2 separate regions of the Oncorhynchus mykiss genome follow, and region 2 is linked to region 1. Evidence: chromatin contacts called from public Hi-C data. All regions are on one chromosome and are shown on one strand. The core of a region is the stretch at or near the end of the contact, and the rest is flanking DNA. Distances in the headings are between cores, read along the strand shown. Region 1 holds the start of lzic (protein LZIC). Region 2 holds the start of LOC110532339 (rho-related GTP-binding protein RhoA-C).

Region 1 (4,905 bases), core at 1,643-4,142:
AGCCACACTTAACAAAAAGGATGACCGATGGACTGTTCAAATTATAAATAGACTACTCTAGTACCAAATGCATACCAAGTTTTACAATCATCATCAGAAAAAAAAAAAGTGTACAAAAGGTTAACTTTACTCTTTAAAAGCAAGTACGGTCTAAGTGCATGATTGATTTACATTATCAATATTATGGCACTGTTATTGGGTGGAAACACTTGATGTTAAACAACATAGACATTGGACAACACCTGATTATCCTCTATACCTTGGTTTTCTCCACACCAGAACTAGCTAAAGCCATTATCTTGTCTTCTGATCCTGAAAAGTGAGATGCTGGTTAAGTACAGTAGTTTACATTGTTGAGGTTGGATCTCATGGTATAGTAACACGTAAAAAAAATAAGAAGTGCAGTGGAGTTAAAGCTCACCGAGGTCTGCAGTGATTTTTTCAAATTGGCTGAGAGTTGCGGTCACATTTTCAGCCAGAAAAGTCTCGTCTTCGACTGTAAGCTGCAGGAAGAACAAGGAGAAATGAAAAGAGTGAAACTGAGGAAAGACCATTAATCCACACCATAGTCATAAGACCCCTGTTATAGTATTTCACTAAAATGAAATGACAGTTAATGACTGTCATATATAGCATACAATTTATTGAACTCCAGATGGTTACATTTTGTATGTTATACCAATTACCATTCCATCATAGCAGATTTTCAAAATATTCAATGCCACTTTCTCTTACAGTATTCATCACAAGTTTAAGCTATATGAAGAAGGGATCACAGTACACTGGTACAACGGGCCTTTTACCTTCTCGCCCAGTTTTCTCAAGGCAGTGAGGATCTCCACCTTCTGCTGAGTGTACACATCCCTCGAAAGTTTTCCCACCATGACATCACGGTCCATCTACAGAAAATTTCACACCATTCGGCTAAACTTTCAGGGGCAGTTTCCCAGTCACAGATTAATCTTAGTCCTGGATTAAAAAGCTATTTCAATAGAGATTCTCAATTGACCATGCTTTTTAGTCCACGACTAATATGTGTCCCTCAAAGCATTCCATGAACTGAACAGGTTTTAGAATGTAAAGCTTACTTTTGATATTAAATGTATCAAATAATGTACAAACAATAATGTACATAAAATACATAGATGAACAGTGCTTCCGACAAACCTCTGCTAATCTGGTTCTCAACTGCCCCGGTTGCTTCTTGGCAAACATTCGGATCACCTCGGGGGTCTTGAAAGCTTGGCTGATGGCAGCCTGGATTGCCTAATGAAGAAAAGGACAGTTCTCCCATGTCATGCATCATGACAACATTATGGTTTGTCATTACCCGTTATAATATTATGTCACTCTTATGATATGACAGTGTATGGCCCATAGAGATACATTAGATCAGGGGTGTCAAACTCATTTCCTGTATGGTAGTGTCTGTGGGTTTTCGCTCCTTCCTTGTACTTGATTGATAATTGATTATTTAGGAACTGCCATCACCTAGTTGTCTTGGTCTTAATTGGACACACATTTAAAGGAATTAACAAAAAACAGCAGACACTCAAACCTCCATGGAATGAGTTTGATTTCCTTTAAGTATATTATTTATATTCATAATATTCTATTTAATTTTAATATCTGGTCATCCAAAGTCCCTACCAGTTGCATTCCTCCAAGCTCATCCACCAGTGTCATGTTGCCTGTCACCATCTTCTTCAGAGACTCATTGAACTCATTCAACTGCTCCAGGGTTTCCTTCTTGGTCTCCTCATACTCCTCCTCTTCTAGGTCTTCTCTAGAATAAACAGAGAGCCCTGGTAATGGAGGAACAAAATCTATGGGTGTACAGAGATGTGCTCTAAATTCCATTAATACTACATGTATCACTTTGTGGAATCATAGAAATAGAATGAATATAATGACTCATTCTAATTCTGTGAGTGGAACATCCACTCTAGACATATGTGGTCTAAGTTCCATGCTACATCCCTTAGTGGAATCTTATAAATATAATACACTGAATTAATTCTAGTTCTGTGTGTGGAACATCCAGACAACCCACATTATGTTCACAGTTAGGAATGACTGATGATGAGAGTACCTGCACTCTTCCAAATCTTGGAGCTGTTGCATCAATCTGTCCAGTTGCTCCTCCATGTTTTGTTTTAGTTTCCCAGTTTCTGATTTGCCACGAGAAGCCATGCTTCCACCCTGCAAATATCATATTTAGTGAGTAAATAGTTCAATTTCATGTATCACTTGTGGATTAACTACCTAGCTACAAACACAATGGAGCGGTCTATCCTTTGACATGAAGAATAACATTCGCTATTAGCTAGCTACTATAGTTAGCTACCTTGTTCCCACTGGCCGCCAGATTCATCTGACTGAGACAGTTTTTTTGTGCGTGTAGTAGTCTAGCCTGTGGCTATAGTTGTCTAGCTGCTGGCTTGAAAAAATTAAATAAGTAATCCTCACCTGATCGTTAGAAAAATATAACTCGCCTCAACACAATCAATTTAGGAAAGAGGTGAACATATATTTGAATACTTCTCCATGAAATGTGTTACAAAATACTGTCAAAAAACATTGGGGAGTGTGGGAGTTGTGAACGTAGCTCTTGTTTGTGGTCATGGATAGAAGGGATCCAGCATTTGTCAGAATTGACTTTTCGTAGCCGGTTTATGAGAAATTACGTAGCCTATTAAATGTCGAAGGTTATGAGAATTTGGTTAAAGTTAGAAAATTGTTAGGATTAGCTAAAATGCAACAACAAAAAATGATTTACGTACATCTGACAAAAGCTGAATCCCACCTAGACTTGACTCTTATTCCGTGGGTGCGGCCTTGTCCTTTCCGGTTATTTTTTGTCCAATCATATGTCTCTATTTTAATCCTCTCCAATCAAAGACCGATTAGTAATACAGAAAGTGCATTACATTTTAAAGAGTCATTTTAGTGTTAGGTTCCTTGTATTTTGGGAACATCAAGCGAATGTTTTCAGGGATCTGGAAAGATTGAGGGATTGACACGTTTGTGGCTGAACTGTGTAAGGAGGCGACTAGAAACGAATGAGACCGATTGTTTGATCACAAGTGAGAGTTGTTTGATATCGTTGAGTCTTGTTTCGCTATTGCAGAAATGTGGTAAGAGGTTCATGGGAAATGGCGGCGAGTAGTGCAGATGAAATGGAGGAAATTGAGGAAAAGTTGGTGAAGCAGCAGCAGCAGCTGTGCTGGAATGAGAACAATATGGGTGTCAGTATAGATGGTATGGAACGTGAGGGTCAAGGGTCGGAATGTTCGGTAGTGAAAAGACATAGGAAGAAGAGAGATCATAGTACAGAAAGTAGTGGATCGTCTTGTAAAGAAAGCTTAAAGAGGGCCAAGGTAGGATACAAGAGTAGTGATGTGTTGGAGTGGAAAGTGGTGATTGTGTTTGATGAGACCACAGGGTCTCACTTACACCCTATCTGACTAACTTGGTTGAAGGTAATGCCGCAGAGAAAGAGGTAGGTGAAGTGAAATTAGCTCGCTTCATTGGACATGGTAGATTGTTAATATTGTGTGGGAACAAGGGGAAGATATTGAAAAATAGAAACATTGAATGGGATGAAGATTAAAAGCCATGTACCTGGTGCTTATGCTAGGTTAAGGGTATTCCTCACTGGGGTCCCAATATATCTATGTTCACAGATGAAAGAGGATCAAAGAAGTGAAAGGTTATCAGTGATTGTGAGGTTTGAGAAAGTCTTGCCGGGAAAAGTACAGATAGGATTCCTTAGTTTCAATGTTAGATCATTTGTCCCATGCACTGTGGTGTTTTAAATGCCAAAGAATGGGACATGTAGCTGTTCAGTGTAAAGGAAAGAAAATATGTGCCAAGTGTGAAGGCGCACATGATTACGGTGAATGTGGAAGCAGTGTGAAGGGTAAGTGCTGTAATTGTGGGGGAGAACACAGTGCAGCATTTGGTTAATGCAAGGTACAGCGAGAGGCTCAGAGATACATCATGACTGATCCTGTATCGTATGCAGAGGCCATAAAACAGATTGGTAGAACTACAGTGCGGACTGATGGCGCATACACGGATGTACCTGTAGTGGGTCTACTGTCGGGGCTGGTGCTTCTGATTGTCCTGGCATGATTTTGAGGCCTGTTAAAAAATCTTGTGCTCATGAATGTGCCTTGTCAAAGGACACTTTGATAATGAATTATATTGCTAAGATTATCAGTACAACTTGGGGTGTGGAAAGCAAAAATAACAGGTTGAAGGTTATTGTGGAGAAGGCAAAAGAGATATATTGGGGGTAACAGATGTTACTGTTGAAATGGTTGTTGACATGCTGAACAATGCTAAGGGTGGAGTGTTTCAGCATGACAGATATACAGTTTAATGGGGAGGGGTTTTTGGGGAGGTTGTGGTAAAAGTTAGGGATTTATTTGGTTTAGAATTTATTTTCATGGTAGTACAGAATTGGGCCGATCATGATTGATCATACATTCTTGCACAGTAGGTGGCGGCATGCACTTAAACTATTGTTTGTGGGCCACCATGATATAGAAGAAAAAATGTTTTCAGGATTGTTTTATTGTCTATTGCCATGGCTTGTTAGTCAAAATAGGCTTATATTTTAGCTAGATGATCGAAATAGCCTTCAACCCCACTGAAGAAGAGGGGGCTGAGGTTAGGTTTAGGTCTAGGGTATGGACGTCCCAGGGATATCAGATAGCACTTATCACTTTTTGAGTCAAGCTCCAGAGTGGAGCAGCGGTCTAATGCACTACAGACCCTGGTTCAATTCCAGGCTGTATCACAACCGGCTGTGATTGGGAGTCCCATAGGGCGGCACACAATTGGCCCAGCATCGTCCGGGTTAGGGTTTGGCAGGGGTAGGCCTTCATTGTAAATAAG
Region 2 (4,905 bases), core at 823-3,322, 260 kb before region 1:
GTATTGAACTATGCCTAGTATGAAGTAAAAAGTTCAGGGTTCAAACAATTAAGTAGCTATGTTCTCAAAATGCATACTGCCTCATACTCATGGCAAAGTGTTGTGATGCAATGATGAAGCCTGGCACGTTGCCTAGCATTTGAATGGCGAATGGGTAGCGCGCTTCAATTACCAGTTGAGAAATATACCATTGCGTTTAGAATTGTTGCGCAATATTGGGTTTATAAAAGCGCTGTCCGACAGATTTTCCACTCACATGCTCTGTATCTATGTTGTGCACGTGTGATAAATAAGATAAACGAATAAACACACGCGCCAATTTAGTACCACTAAATTACGCAAATGACCCATAGAAGATAAGTATGACCAGTCAAATGTATTTACATCAACGAATAGGCTAAAAGTCTATTTCGCAATGGGATTTTTTTCCCGGGCAATTTGCCGGTGCCAATTTTATTTATCGGCTTGATATTACAGTCTAATTGAAACCCTGGTTCCCACCTGTTAAACAACTGAATTTGGGGCTAAGCCTCCTAAATGCGTCAAAGGACCTATGAAAGCCAGCCACCAACTTCAGCTCCAGTAACAACAGAATCTGAACATCTGGAACATTACCATAGAGCCAGTTTCCCACACACAGATTTCGCCATTGCAGTGCTTTTCAGTCCAGGACTAGGGTTAATCTGAGTCCAGGAAACCAGTCCGTAGTGCTCAAGGCCTGTAACCCCATAGATTTATAGTAACCTAACTTTAATTATTTATCTAAGCCTACTGAATTTCAGGAAAATACATAAATGGAAATGTGTAATACATTAACATGGAATGACCCATCATACCAAAAAAGTCACTATCATCACTAAAGGCAGACTACCTGCTGAAGACCCTTTGATTGAGATCAAGCTAGCCACCCCATGGACGCATGTCCTCAACACCTGCACCCTAGCTCTCACAAAAACCCTCAGGGTTTCAGGGGTTAGCTAAGGCCACGCTGTGTATTAGCGTTATGAAACGTCAATCATCTCTTGCTAAACGGTTTTTGAAACATGCTGATATGCCCCGCTTTCAAATAACAAAATACAGTAAGTAAAGCAGTTTTGCACAGACCTACCTATATGCTATGTGTGCCTCCAGTTGACGAACTACACTTCCTATCCAGTTACACTTAAAGCTGTTCAGAGTAAACTAGATAGCACAGGTACAGCTTCCAAAACATTTACCGCAAGCGATGCGTTAACGATGAGCGTTGGGGATCTTAACATTCCCCACAGGCTTGGCAGAAGACACTATCGTCAATAGGCGCTAAAGGTAGTTCGTCTATGAATGTATTAGCCGCACCCAAGTTATATTAGCTAGCTAGTTATTTCCCCCTCTTCTCACGTAAACTCAGTGCTAGATAACTACTGTAGCTAGTTGGACAAACAAATAGTTAGCTACAATGATTGTCTCGTTTAAAAACGCCCAGTATTGCAAGTGCGGTTCGGTGGACGGCGGTTATTTACATTGTCACTTATCATGTCAGTGGTATCTAGCGAGTTAGCTAGCTAGAGATCTTGTCGACTATACAGGGTGAAGAGCTAGCTAGCTAGCTAGCTTGCTTTCAGACCAGGGATGTGTTACGAACTTCCTAATGGTGATGATGGCACTGTATACCCGACTCTGGTGACCTGCTATCTAGCATTGGCCTGTCTAGCTCTGACTGGTGGAGCTGAAACGAGGAGTCTTTTCACTTCAATTGTTCGTTCGTTTCCGGCATCAACGCCGCTAGCTAATTTGTCACTCTGGCCTAATGTCATCTTGCCTACAGAAAACACGTTTTAAAGCCTCATCCAAACATTTAGTTTATAAATGGTCCCTTTTCATGGTGATCAATAACAACGATGTTAAAATAGGTTACATTTAGCTACTAGTTTTATTACCGTTTTCGTTGCAGATGTCCTCGCCTTTTTCTTTTCCTGTCCGACCCTTCAACCCCGCCCCCGACAGTGTGCCACGCCGATAACATCCGCCTATGCCCATGATCTCGCGCCAATAGGACGCCTCAAATGAATGAGTGACAGATATTTAAGTCAACTATATATACATGTTTACCGGTTCAGGGAAAAACGGAAGTCACGAGTGGATCTTGTTCGGTCCATGCTAATCGAGATCCTTGGGACGTCACAAACCCAATATCGACCAGAACCTGTCATTCCAATGGGAGAAAATGAATCATAGTGAAAAGAACAAGCAAGGTGGGCAGAGCCAAGCACAAGCTAGTGAGATCCTATTAGGGCATTCTACCATTTATTTGCATTTTGCCGTTAGGGAACGCCTACTCTGTGCTAAAGCGAACTCTATTTGCCCTTGCACTCCTTCAAAACAACACACTCTTGTGAAACTTTGGCAAAGGGTAAGGTCTACAAAACGCAGTCCTCTCAGTTACAAATTCTAGTTTTGGAAACACAAAACTGTATGGAGATCAAATGTTTAATCGATGAGAAAATGAGCAGAAAGTCGGCCAAAATCGATCTAGCTACATCTTCTCCCACTACCGGCCATTGGGCTTCCTCTCTTCACCATATTTGGTAGTAAGTGGAAACGCCAAACGGAAGCTTCTCATTTATAGATCCGGGGAAATATCTGGCTCATTGTTCAATTTTTTTGTAAAATGTTAAGGGTTATGTTAGGGTTTAGGGTACAAGTAGGGTGAGTCAACATGTTCTTTACTTGCACGAACGAACGTACACACACACACAGAGATCATGATGTTGAACTGGTGCTGTAATTAGTGGAGGCAGCTCCTGTTTTCTTTGCGACTTGCTCTCCATGGTTCTAAATCAATAGTTGTTTATTAGTCCGAAAATGTTGGAAACATTAACTTGCTTGAACAAAAGGTTTGGTTGAATTGATTTCACCACTGTATTATTGTCTCGGCTTTAAGCCTATACATCACGGTCGCAAGGTATATGAACTAACAGGTTATAGAGCAAACAATGCAATTTAGCTAACCCTTCAAACTAACTCCTAAACAACCTGAACCCAGCTAACGTTAGCCACCTAGATAGAAATTTGTAACATATTTTTTGCAAATCCATCAAATATTGTACATTAACATTTAAAACTGTTGTTTTTCGTAGTCTGCACAGGCTCAGTTGCACATATCATGGGTGTTGTGTGATAACGTTTTCATCCTGCTTGTCAAACAAATCACTTTGATCCACCATAATAATTGCATAATAATTTATTTTGCTGATACTCCGTACCTTTTAACCCCTAATCTAGCCAAGTCTCTGCTTATAATTTCGGACATTTGGTAGGTCATTTGTTTGTCACCTAAAGTTATATACAGCTTATCTTCTGTCATAACTTGTTGCTCTAGAAGACTAAATAAAGTAGTGCTCACCAGAATTTCTTACGTCGAAAGAATTCATTCATTAATGTTGTTAAGATCGGTAAAATTGTCTTTCGTTTAGGGACTGGGGAAAAATGCAATAACTCAAACAGTGGAAAGATTGGTGTTGTGCAAGATGTCCAATGTCAGTTTAAGGAAATAAAAAGCTGAGAAAAGAACATTTTTCTGATAAGACCTACATTGCCTTGCGAAAGTATTCGGCCCCCTTGAACTTTGCGACCTTTTGCCACATTTCAGGCTTCAAACATAAAGATATAAAACTGTATTTTTTTGTGAAGAATCAACAACAAGTGGGACACAATCATGAAGTGGAACGACATTTATTGGATATTTCAAACTTTTTTAACAAATCAAAAACTGAAAAATTGGGCGTGCAAAATTATTCAGCCCCTTTACTTTCAGTGCAACAAACTCTCTCCAGAAGTTCAGTGAGGATCTCTGAATGATCCAATGTTGACCTAAATGACTAATGATGATAAATACAATCCACCTGTGTGTAATCAAGTCTCCGTATAAATGCACCTGCACTGTGATAGTCTCAGAGGTCCGTTAAAAGGGCAGAGAGCATCATGAAGAACAAGGAACACACCAGGCAGGTCCGAGATACTGTTGTGAAGAAGTTTAAAGCCGGATTTGGATACAAAAAGATTTCCCAAGCTTTAAACATCCCAAGGAGCACTGTGCAAGCGATAATATTGAAATGGAAGGAGTATCAGACCACTGCAAATCTACCAAGACCTGGCCGTCCCTCTAAACTTTCAGCTCATACAAGGAGAAGACTGATCAGAGATGCAGCCAAGAGGCCCATGATCACTCTGGATGAACTGCAGAGGTCTACAGCTGAGGTGGGAGACTCTGTCCATAGGACAACAATCAGTCGTATTTTGCACAAATCTGGCCTTTATGGAAGAGTGGCAAGAAGAAAGCCATTTCTTAAAGATATCCATAAAAAGTGTTGTTTAAAGTTTGCCACAAGCCACCTGGGAGACACACCAAACATGTGGAAGAAGGTGCTCTGGTCAGATGAAACCAAAATTGAACTTTTTGGCAACAATGCAAAACGTTATGTTTGGCGTAAAAGCAACACAGCTCATCACCCTGAACACACCATACCCACTGTCAAACATGGTGGTGGCAGCATCATGGTTTGGGCCTGCTTTTCTTCAGCAGGGACAGGGAAGATGGTTAAAATTGATGGGAAGATGGATGGAGCCAAATACAGGACCATTCTGGAAGAATACCTGATGGAGTCTGCAAAAGACCTGAGACTGGGACGGAGATTTGTCTTCCAACAAGACAATGATCCAAAACATAAAGCAAAATCTACAATGGAATGGTTCAAAAATAAACATATCCAGGTGTTAGAATGGCCAAGTCAAAGTCCAGACCTGAATCCAATCGAGAATCTGTGGAAAGAACTGAAAACTGCTGTTCACAAATGCTCTCCATCCAACCTCACTGAGCTCGAGCTGTTTTGCAAGGAGGAATGGGAAAAAATGTCAGTCTCTCGATGT

The links. Hi-C and Micro-C count contacts between places; a contact is called where the count stands out from the background.
Region 2: a contact with region 1 is called in a Hi-C map of blood, with 6 times the contacts expected there. The contact joins the promoter of LOC110532339 here to the promoter of lzic in region 1. A contact is called at or near these places in 2 of 3 Hi-C or Micro-C datasets (blood and liver).

The regions. Positions count from the first base shown.
Region 1 is chr9:51,919,133-51,924,037 of USDA_OmykA_1.1, reverse strand. lzic (protein LZIC) reads right to left here and starts at 2,892. Exons shown (of 7, transcript XM_021616133.2): 1 at 2,784-2,892; 2 at 2,093-2,202; 3 at 1,651-1,786; 4 at 1,168-1,266; 5 at 804-899; 6 at 422-503; 7 at 1-312. The coding sequence starts at 2,193. The coding sequence ends at 254. It overlaps LOC110532330 (nicotinamide/nicotinic acid mononucleotide adenylyltransferase 1), which reads left to right and starts at 2,895. Exons shown (of 5, transcript XM_021616126.2): 1 at 2,895-3,040.
Region 2 is chr9:52,179,395-52,184,299 of USDA_OmykA_1.1, reverse strand. LOC110532339 (rho-related GTP-binding protein RhoA-C) reads right to left here and starts at 2,072. Exons shown (of 5, transcript XM_021616144.2): 1 at 1,917-2,072.